Linked DNA regions of Macaca mulatta: region 2 is linked to region 1. The links are chromatin contacts, called in public Hi-C maps. All regions are on one chromosome and are shown on one strand. The core of a region is the stretch at or near the end of the contact, and the rest is flanking DNA. Distances in the headings are between cores, read along the strand shown. Region 1 holds the start of WBP1L (WW domain binding protein 1 like). Region 2 overlaps WBP1L (WW domain binding protein 1 like).

Evidence for each region. Hi-C and Micro-C count contacts between places; a contact is called where the count stands out from the background.
Region 2: a Hi-C map of liver shows a contact between it and region 1, with 2.7 times the contacts expected there. The contact joins the enhancer-like site here to the promoter of WBP1L in region 1. A contact is called at or near these places in 5 of 14 Hi-C or Micro-C datasets (CD4 T cells, blood, cortical neurons and 2 more).

The regions. Positions count from the first base shown.
Region 1 is chr9:114,872,463-114,876,710 of T2T-MMU8v2.0, forward strand. WBP1L (WW domain binding protein 1 like) reads left to right here and starts at 1,251. Exons shown (of 4, transcript NM_001194587.3): 1 at 1,251-1,380. The coding sequence starts at 1,291. It also overlaps a transcript of SFXN2 not described here.
Region 2 is chr9:114,948,167-114,952,843 of T2T-MMU8v2.0, forward strand. It overlaps WBP1L (WW domain binding protein 1 like), which reads left to right. Exons shown (of 4, transcript NM_001194587.3): 4 at 172-3,865. The coding sequence ends at 908. All of the region lies in intron 1 of LOC144331320 (a long non-coding RNA gene), which reads right to left. LOC144331324 (a long non-coding RNA gene) reads right to left here. Exons shown (of 2, transcript XR_013398377.1): 2 at 3,212-4,195. Among named protein-coding and RNA genes, the nearest start is that of CYP17A1, 23 kb to the right of the region's middle. Within about 2 kb of position 1,890, at least 12 of the 40 cell types and tissues checked have an H3K27ac peak or open chromatin away from gene starts, as enhancers often do. A contact at or near this core is called in CD4 T cells and liver, where this site is marked.

The DNA of each region.
Region 1 (4,248 bases), core at 1-2,500:
GCCTGGCTATTTTACTAACATTGATCAAGCTCCTGGTTGAGCCTTGTACAGAATATTACAGGCTTTAAAAGAAGAAGAAAGACCTGATATGCTATACAAAAAGCTGCATACTGGGCAGGCAGATGTGTTACGAGAATCCAGAAGCAGCAGCAAGGAGTGGGGGCTAGGAGTTTGTAAGCAAGGAACTGTATCTGCAATATGTAAATGAAGTTATTGGGCATCTCTTCAGTGGTCAGTGTGAGTGGAATGTGTGGGAAAATGTAGTGGTGAGAGGTGACATAAAGAGTAGACAGGGACGAAGTCACAGAGAGGACCGTGTTGGGAAGTTTGGACCCTCTATTCTGTAGGTAGATGAAGTATTTAAAAGAGGAGGCCATGATATAATAATATTTGGTTTAATGTGGTACGGTTGTGGTATGTGGCAGAAATTTGAGAGGGAAGAATTGGCAACTTGCAGGGCAGCAGGGAAGCCATTTGTATTTAGCTAGAAGAACATGGATTGAAGCAATGGATGGTGGATTTCAGAGCAATTTGTGAGGCAGAACCAGAATTTCGTCCGTCGAACTTGGGGTGACGAAGCACTATGCCTCAGATAAAGGTACTGTCTTCTAGGGAATTTAAACGGACCTAAGTTGCTATTTGGGCAGTTGAGACCAAGAGAGGCATCCTGGTTTTAGTGCTGTGCTGCAAGACAAAAGACATTAAAAGATTTTTACGTTGCAATTGTTTTCCTTTTCAGGAGCGCCTGGTTACCTTTCAGGAATAATTTATTTTCCAGCACCGTTAAGAACCACTATACCTCTTTTTCTTTTTTTTTGCTGTGGAAAACTGGAAAACTAGTACTTCCGCCACACTCAAGATGGCTACATCAGTAATAGCCTTTTCCATCCACCTGTGTGGCCTCGCCCATTTATGTAGCTACTTCCGCCACTCTCTGCGGGTTGGGACGCATTTTACACCTCCTCGCAGCTTTCAAGATGGCCCAGCTTCCTCCTACTTTTTATTGGCTGGATCGCTTCGTCTTCAGGAGAAGGCGGGACTTATGTTTGATCGACAGCTACATTGATCAATGGGCAAAGGGCAAAGGCCAACGAGGAGCTGGAAATGGAGAGTCTCCCGCGTGTCTGGGAGGGTGTTTTGTGCGGGGCGGAGTGGAGCCGAGCCGGAAGCGGGAGGGGAGAGTCAAACAGGAAAAGAAGGGAAGAAGGAAGAAGAGGGTAGAGGAGGAGAGGGAGGAGGAGGAGGAGGGAGGTGGCGGCGCCGTGGCGGAGGAGCAGGAGCAGGAGGGGGATGGAGAGGAGAAGGCTCCTGGGTGGCATGGCGCTCCTGCTCCTCCAGGCGCTGCCCAGCCCCCTGTCAGCCAGGGCTGAACCCCCGCAGGTAAGGGGGAGGGGGCGTCTGGGCCATGCTGGGTCCTGGAGGTCGTCGAGGCCTGGCTGGAGGGGTCTGAAGGAGTGTTGTTGCCAAGAGTTGAGGGGTCCCGAGAGGGGCGTCTATGCCTGGCGTGGACAGGATCTAAAGGGGCGTCGGTGTTTAGCTGAGGGACACCTGTGACAGTTTTGGTGTCAAGGAGGTGGCAGAGGCATGATGCCAAGCGAGTGAGGGGCGTTTGAGACGGCAGGTTGGTTAGGCGGGCTGGGGTGACTGTGGCTGGATAGCGGTGCCAAGCTGGGGATGTGGGCCTTATTCGTGTCCCCTCTGTGGAGCAGGTGTCCCAGGCAGCAATGCAGTATGTACGTCTGTCTGTGTAGGGGTACACAGGCTATTGAGTTGGCCTATGAAGGAGAGGATCCTGAGAGGATATTTCTTTCAGGATGGACTGGGGAAAGTTCCGAGGGCATCTTAGTCTCTTTAAAAAAAAAAAAAAAATTATTATGTTCCTGGGAGAGACTTGGCCCCATTTTTAAATCTGTAAGCCATGGCGCCCTTGGTTGGAGGCAGGACTCTCAGAAGGCAGGTGGGATGAAACAGAGTGGAACCCCTCAGGAGGAGGAGCACTCTTTGAGCTGTAACAAGCTCTTGCGGTTAGGCTGGCTGGCCTGGGAGAGCAAGGCACGGATTCTGATCTGAGCCAGCTCAGGGCTTTTGACCACAGGGTGGTTCTGATGCCAATATGGGCAGCAAATGGAGCACCCCAGCTTTTCTTGCTGGGTGGCTTGCTCCTTACCCAGGCAGAGAAGCTTGCATGTGCTGATTCCAGCTCCAGCTGGCATTTCGAAACCCTAACCAGAGCGTTACTGCTGGTGCCAAGTTGGGTGGGGTGCAGTGGGGGCAATCACCCCTCCTTCTTTGCATTTGGCAAAGCTTTATTATTCTTTTTTCTTCACTTTCTGTTCTTTTCCCCGTTTTTTTCAGAAAGGCATACAGACATAGACACATAGCATAATGGCAAAGTCTATACAACTTAGCGCTTGAACTTCTGTTGTGAACAAGAGCAGAAACTGAGTGCCAGCAAAAATACTTATCTTTTCCCTAGGAGTTTTAGGACTGCCTTTTCACAAATACATCTTGTTTTGCCCATTATCCTCTGTTTTAAAATACTGATTAAAAAATAAGTTGAGGCCGGGCGCGGTGGCTCAAGCCTGTAATCCCAGCACTTTGGGAGGCCGAGACGGGCGGATCACGAGGTCAGGAGATCGAGACCATCCTGGGTAACACAGTGAAACCCCGTCTCTACTAAAAAATACAAAAAACTAGCCGGGCGAGGTGGCAGGCGCCTGTAGTCCCAGCTACTCGGGAGGCTGAGGCAGGAGAATGGCGTGAACCCGGGAGGCGGAGCTTGCAGTGAGCTGAGATCCGGCCACTGCACTCCAGCCTGGGTGACAGAGTGAGACTCCGTCTCAAAAAAAAAAAAAAAAAAAGTTGAAATTCACATGACAAAAAACATTTTAAAGTGAACAATTCAGTGGTATTTAGTACACTTACAATGTTGTGCAACTACCACCTCTATCTAGTTCCAAAACATTTTCATCACCCCAGCAGAAAACCTCGTCCCTACTAAGCAGTTACTCTGTGTCTCCCTCTTCCCCCAGCCCCTGGCAACCACCAGTCTGCTTTCAGTCTCTATGGATTTATCTATTCTGGATATTTTATATAAATGAGATCCTACAATATGTGGTCTTTGTGCCTGGCTTCTTTCACTTAGCGTTATGTTTTCAAGGCCTATTCACATCGTAGCATGTACTAGTACTTCATTCCTGTTTATGACCAAGTAACTTTCCGTTGTCTGTATACCACAATTTATTTATGCATTGAAGCATCTAATTTTTCTTTAGGATATGTTTGTGTATACTAGAAATACCATATGAAAGGAATGGAGCTCATTTTCTAGCCCAGCGTATTCCCTTTTCTAGGGTTGGGACCCTTCTGTTTTAGCCTTTGTTGGGGTTGTTTTTCCAGTGAAAATCATAAACTGGAAGGAGAAATACATTTTCTTTGTTTACTAGAAAAGTTATAGTCCTGAGACAACAAAATATAGAATATAGTAAACACAGAATTTACTTTTCCTTTGCGCGTGTCTGTTTCTATAAGTATCTTGAAAAGGCTGTCCCCAATAACCAATAAATGACATCGGTAGAGGGTTGGTTTAGGAATGTCAGAGCTTTTGAAGATGGGCTGGTCAAAGATAGGAACTAGATCCACTTTTTCAGCAAGGGGAATGATGGAAAGTGGAGGTTCCTACTAGGTCATGGAGCCTGGGAGGTGTTGTGAAGATGTGGAAGGGGATTGTTAATATTGTATCCTAATTGCAGTTTGCAAACCACAGGCTGCTTTCTTGTATCTCTGGCACTTCTAATACTTAATTTTGGGGACAGGTGTCTTTTGTACTTTGTTGCATTTGGATGAATGCTAGCACTGACCAACAGCTGTTACGTGGTTACAATTCCTGCAGAGGAGGGAAAGTTTTTGTAATGAGCGGTGGCCCTCTTCCTAACCAGTGCCCACATACCCTCACTCCTGACACTCCCCATACACTCCCATCCCTCACCTTATACCCTGTCTCTTTCTGTCCGGGACTACCAGATATCTATAGTGAGATTTCTGTTTTGAATTTTAACCTTTGGAATGCAAGTTGCTATATAATTATTAACTCTGAATCCACCACAATTTAGTCAATGTATTTTTTGGGTTTTTTTTTTTGTCTGGGGGGAAAGGGTTGCTTGTACAAATCAGTAAGGAAAAAAAATCCCAAGGCCGTTTTGGCACAGGGCTACTTCAAGTACCCACTGTCCTTAATTCAACAGTGAA
Region 2 (4,677 bases), core at 640-3,139, 76 kb after region 1:
GCAGAATTGCTCACAGCTCTCTCTCCTCTGCCCACAACCAAGAGCTGTAGCCATCACTTGGTGGGTGCTCTGGGGTGGGAAGAGACAGTGCAAATGTTCAGCGGGAGCTTTGCAGTCTGCCCTAGAACATGACGAGCGCAGTAATTTCTCCTTCCTACCTCCTCATTTTAGGGTTTTTGCCAAACTATTTACTACCTCCTTATGAGGAAGTGGTGAACCGACCTCCAACTCCTCCCCCACCATACAGTGCCTTCCAGCTACAGCAGCAGCAGCTGCTGCCTCCACAGTGTGGCCCTGCAGGTGGCAGTCCCCCGGGCGTCGATCCCACCAGGGGATCCCAGGGGGCACAGAGCAGCCCCTTGTCTGGTCCCAGCAGAAGCAGCACAAGACCCCCAAGCATCGCTGACCCTGAGCCCTCTGACCTACCAGTTGACCGAGCAGCCACCAAAGCCCCGGGGATGGAGCCCAGTGGCTCTGTGGCCGGCCTGGGGGAACTGGACCCAGGGGCCTTCCTGGATAAGGATGCAGAATGTAGGGAGGAACTGCTGAAAGATGACAGCTCTGAACACGGCGCACCCGACAGCAAAGAGAAGACGCCTGGGAGACACCGCCGCTTCACAGGTGACTCGGGCATTGAAGTGTGTGTGTGCAACCGAGGCCACCATGACGATGACCTCAAAGAGTTCAACACGCTCATCGATGATGCTCTGGATGGGCCCCTGGACTTCTGCGACAGCTGCCATGTGCGGCCCCCTGGTGACGAGGAGGAAGGCCTCTGCCAGCCCTCTGAGGAGCAGGCTCGAGAGCCTGGGCACCCGCACCTGCCACGGCCACCCGCATGCCTGCTGCTGAACACCATCAACGAGCAGGACTCTCCCAACTCCCAGAGCAGCAGCTCCCCCAGCTAGAGCAGGCCCTGCCAGCACCCACAACTTGGCAAAGCAACCAGGGTAGGGGAGAACCACGAGAGAAGCATTAAGTGACTTTCAAAGACTTTCAGAGTACAGCCACTTGGTTCCTTTTTGTTTGTTTTCCTCCTTCTCTCCTGCATTTTCCTCCATCTCCAGGTACAGTTCGGGGTGTGGATGCTTCTCCTTCCACAAGGGCACAGTGTTGTGGAGGCTAAGTTGGTTCTGTGACTCATTCCTCATACTCCAACTCCATCTCCGTTCTTTAAAGTCAAATCTCACCTACCTGTTTGGATCAGAGAGATGTGGTTTAAAAGCCCCCAAGGAAAGAGGCTGGGACTGTGCCCTGTCATGATTCTTGGTGATGGATTAGGTTTGTGCTCTGATTCTAGTTTAAGAGAACGTTGCCGTGTCTCAGTCCAGGAGAGGCAGCCCATCTTGGCCCTGGATGAAAAAGGAAGCCCACAGAGGCCCAGGGCTTGTCACTGTGGCTGCCAGTGTCTGCCGAGCCAGCACTGAGCTAATCCTGTGGGAGGATGAGAGCTGCTGGGCCATTGTATGATAGGTTGGTAGGGGCTTGTTGATCTGTCAAATTCCAGGTGACAAGATCGATGCACCCCATGTGCCCTTGAGGTGCCTCTTCCCCGGGCTCTGGCTGGCTGCAGGCTGGTTCTGGTGTGAAAGATGATACTGCCTTTTCTTCGTTTGTTTGTTTCCTCTAAAAACAAACAGCAAAAGACAGCTGAAAACAAGAACTTCACCGGTGGGCAGGCAAGAATTCTCTTCTGGAAACTGACGTTTGTGGCTCTTTCCCAAGTTGGCTTTCAAAGAGCCTGGCTGCCGTTGAGCCAGAAGATGTCTTGTGTGAAGGCTGGGGTGGAAGCTGTCTTGGAACCTCTGCGAGCCGGGGGCCCTAAGCCACAGCAGTGAATAGAGGCGCAGCGCTCGGCCCCTCTGCCCTTTGGTCTGTGTTCACAGGTGACCCGTGTCAGCCTGTGTTGCCAGCACACGCCCTGCGGGCCTTCATGTCTCACTGTTCCGTATGAGGAAACAGACAGCGGACTGAGGAAGCCATGGCCCCTGAGAAAGGGCCCCTGTGGCCTGGCTCTCACACAGAATTTTATCTTTGATTCTGAAGAAATATTTTTTGTGGGTTTTTCTTTCTTTTTTTTTTTTTTTTTGGTGGCGGTTGTTGTTTGTTTTAAACTGACCACTTGGAAGAAATACCTTGGTTATCTGTGGTTTTCATGCCTTGTCCCTGCCTCTGCCCCCACCCCTTTTGAGTCGGGTGACTCATTTTTCTGTGTAGAGACTCGGTGGCCCAGGCAGGAGGTGGAAGCAGCCGTCCGGAAGGCCCTGGGGACGCTTGTGCCTGTTGCTCAGCTTCAGGTCACCGGCTGAGCTGTGACAGGAAAATCCGAATGGAGGCAGCAAACAGCCAAAACAAACATTCCCCGCCCGGCCCTGTGCATATAAAGAGTCTGTTTCTTCCCCCAACTCTTGAACGATGATGATATTCAGACGAAGCATTGATGTTATGGAAGAAAGAAAGAAAAAGAAAAAAATATATATATATGTGTATGTCCAAAAACAGACAAATCCAAGGCTGTGAGGTAAACATGTCTGCATTTGGATTCCACAAAACCAAAATCCATGTTGAACAAAGTGAAGTCCGTACACAGTGACTTTTTGGGTGAGCCGTGTGTGTCTGTCCATTGTGTGTGAGCCTCAAGCCCTGTTTTCCTGTGAAGATACTTTGAGTGGCAGCCATTCTCCCCACGTGAACCACACGTCTGGAGCACAGACAGCCCTCTCAAGGTCATTGATCTTACGCATTTACTGTTTACCGAACAAATGTCTGACTGTGTACTCGGGAGTACTCCGCAGCATTGTCGACTGCAGTCCCCTGTGTTTGCCAGATACTGTGCTTGAAGTAGAGGTTTTACTCTACTCATCACTGCGATTTGCACATTGCTCCGTGGACACTCGGAGACCTGTGTTATGTTCCCTGTAAATGGAAGCGTGCTCTGAGCCTGTCTGCCTCCCTCGGCTGCTGCTGGTCCTCAGTACCAGCCCCCAGGGGTGTCCACAACCACTTGGGACAGAAGAAGGTGGAATTTCAGACAGAAGCTTGATTGGGTCTTCAGTGACAGGCTTGGACTAGCTGTGGCCCAGACATCGGCCCTGCCCAGAATTGCCAGGAGGAGGCTTTGCAGGCTGTAGCGGGGCCACAGGGCCTGCCTCCCTCTGGTGAGTCCAACAGTCGCAAGCAAGCTAGCATGTGGCCAGAGGCGGCCAGAGTGTGTCACAGCTCTCAGATGCCTTTCCTTCCACCTTTTTTTTTTTTTTTTTTTTTTTAAGAATCCCCAAATAACTCACTGAAGGGTCTCAAAGGCGAACAAGTTTTACCAAAATGAATCCTTTTTCAGTTAACAGATCAAATGGATGAGTTCTGACCCTCTCAAGTTCCTTTCCCCAGTTAGAGTGGGGAACTGGGCAAGTGTTAACTGTGGGACTCACTGCAGCGTCCTACCCTAAAGGCACGAGAAGACAGAAATGCAACCTGCGGAGCTGGGCTTGGATCCCAAGTCACAGTTTGGCCCCTGCTACAGGAGGCTGCCCTGCTCAGAGAGAGATTTAATAGGGAGCTGAAGGAATCCTTAGGGGGCCAGGGAGATGTGACTGAGACTGGTTTTCCACGTGAATGAGACGGGGTTGGTGGAGGGTTTGGTGCTACAGCCAGTCGGAAGATTTGCAAATGCGAACACATTCCTGTGTGGGGCACGCTACCCTTTGTCAGTTATTGTGAATATGTGTATTTTAAGCAATAAGATTCAGCTGGTCAGACTTTTCTGGGCAGTCTCGGTGACGCATTTCCTGTGCTGTGATTGTTCTGAAGACAGAGTGGCTCTAACCACTGTGAGAAGCCCGAATAAAAATTGATCCCCAAAATGCTACTGCTCTTTCTTGCTGCACTTCGTTCCCTTTTCTTCTTCCTCAGTCTTCAGGGAATTGCACCTCAAGATCCTAAACCACAAGCACTTTTCTCTACCCAGAGACTGAGAGGTTGTCACACAGCCATTGAGGACAGGGTGCTGGGCCAAAGAGAAACCACAGGGCCAAGGGCAGCTGGACAGGGCTGCTGGGTCCACACTCTGTCCTGAGGAGTCCTCCCCTCTCTCTGTCAGGGAATATTCCTGATGTTTGGAATACTTTGGAAAGTCCCATAAACAGGCTAAAATCAGATCCCGAGAAAGCAGAGACAAGTTTTGTCAGATACCCCGTTGCTAAAACATGGCTTGTTTTTGAGACAGAGTCTCACTCCGTCGCCCAGGCTGGAGTGCAGTGGTGCGATCTTGGCTTACTGCAGCCTCTACCTCCCAGGTTCAAGTGATTCTCCTGCCTCAGCCTCCTGAGTAGCTGGGATTACAGGCACCCACCACCACGCCCAGCTAATTTTTGTATTTTTAGTAGAGACGAGGTTTCACCATGTTGGCCAGGCTGGTCTCGATCTCCTGACCTCAGGTGATCCGCCTGCCTTGAGCTCCCAAAGCGCTGGGATAATAGGCCAGCCACCCTGGCCTGGGATTACAGGTGTGAGCCACTGTGCCCAGCTATTTTTTTAGTTTTATTTTTTAAATAATAGAGACGGGCTGGGCGAGGTGGCTCACGCCTGTAATCCCAGTGCTTTGGGAGGTCAAGCTGGGCAGATCACTTGAGCTCAAGAGTTTGAGACCAGTCTGGGTAACATGGCAAGACCCCATCTCTA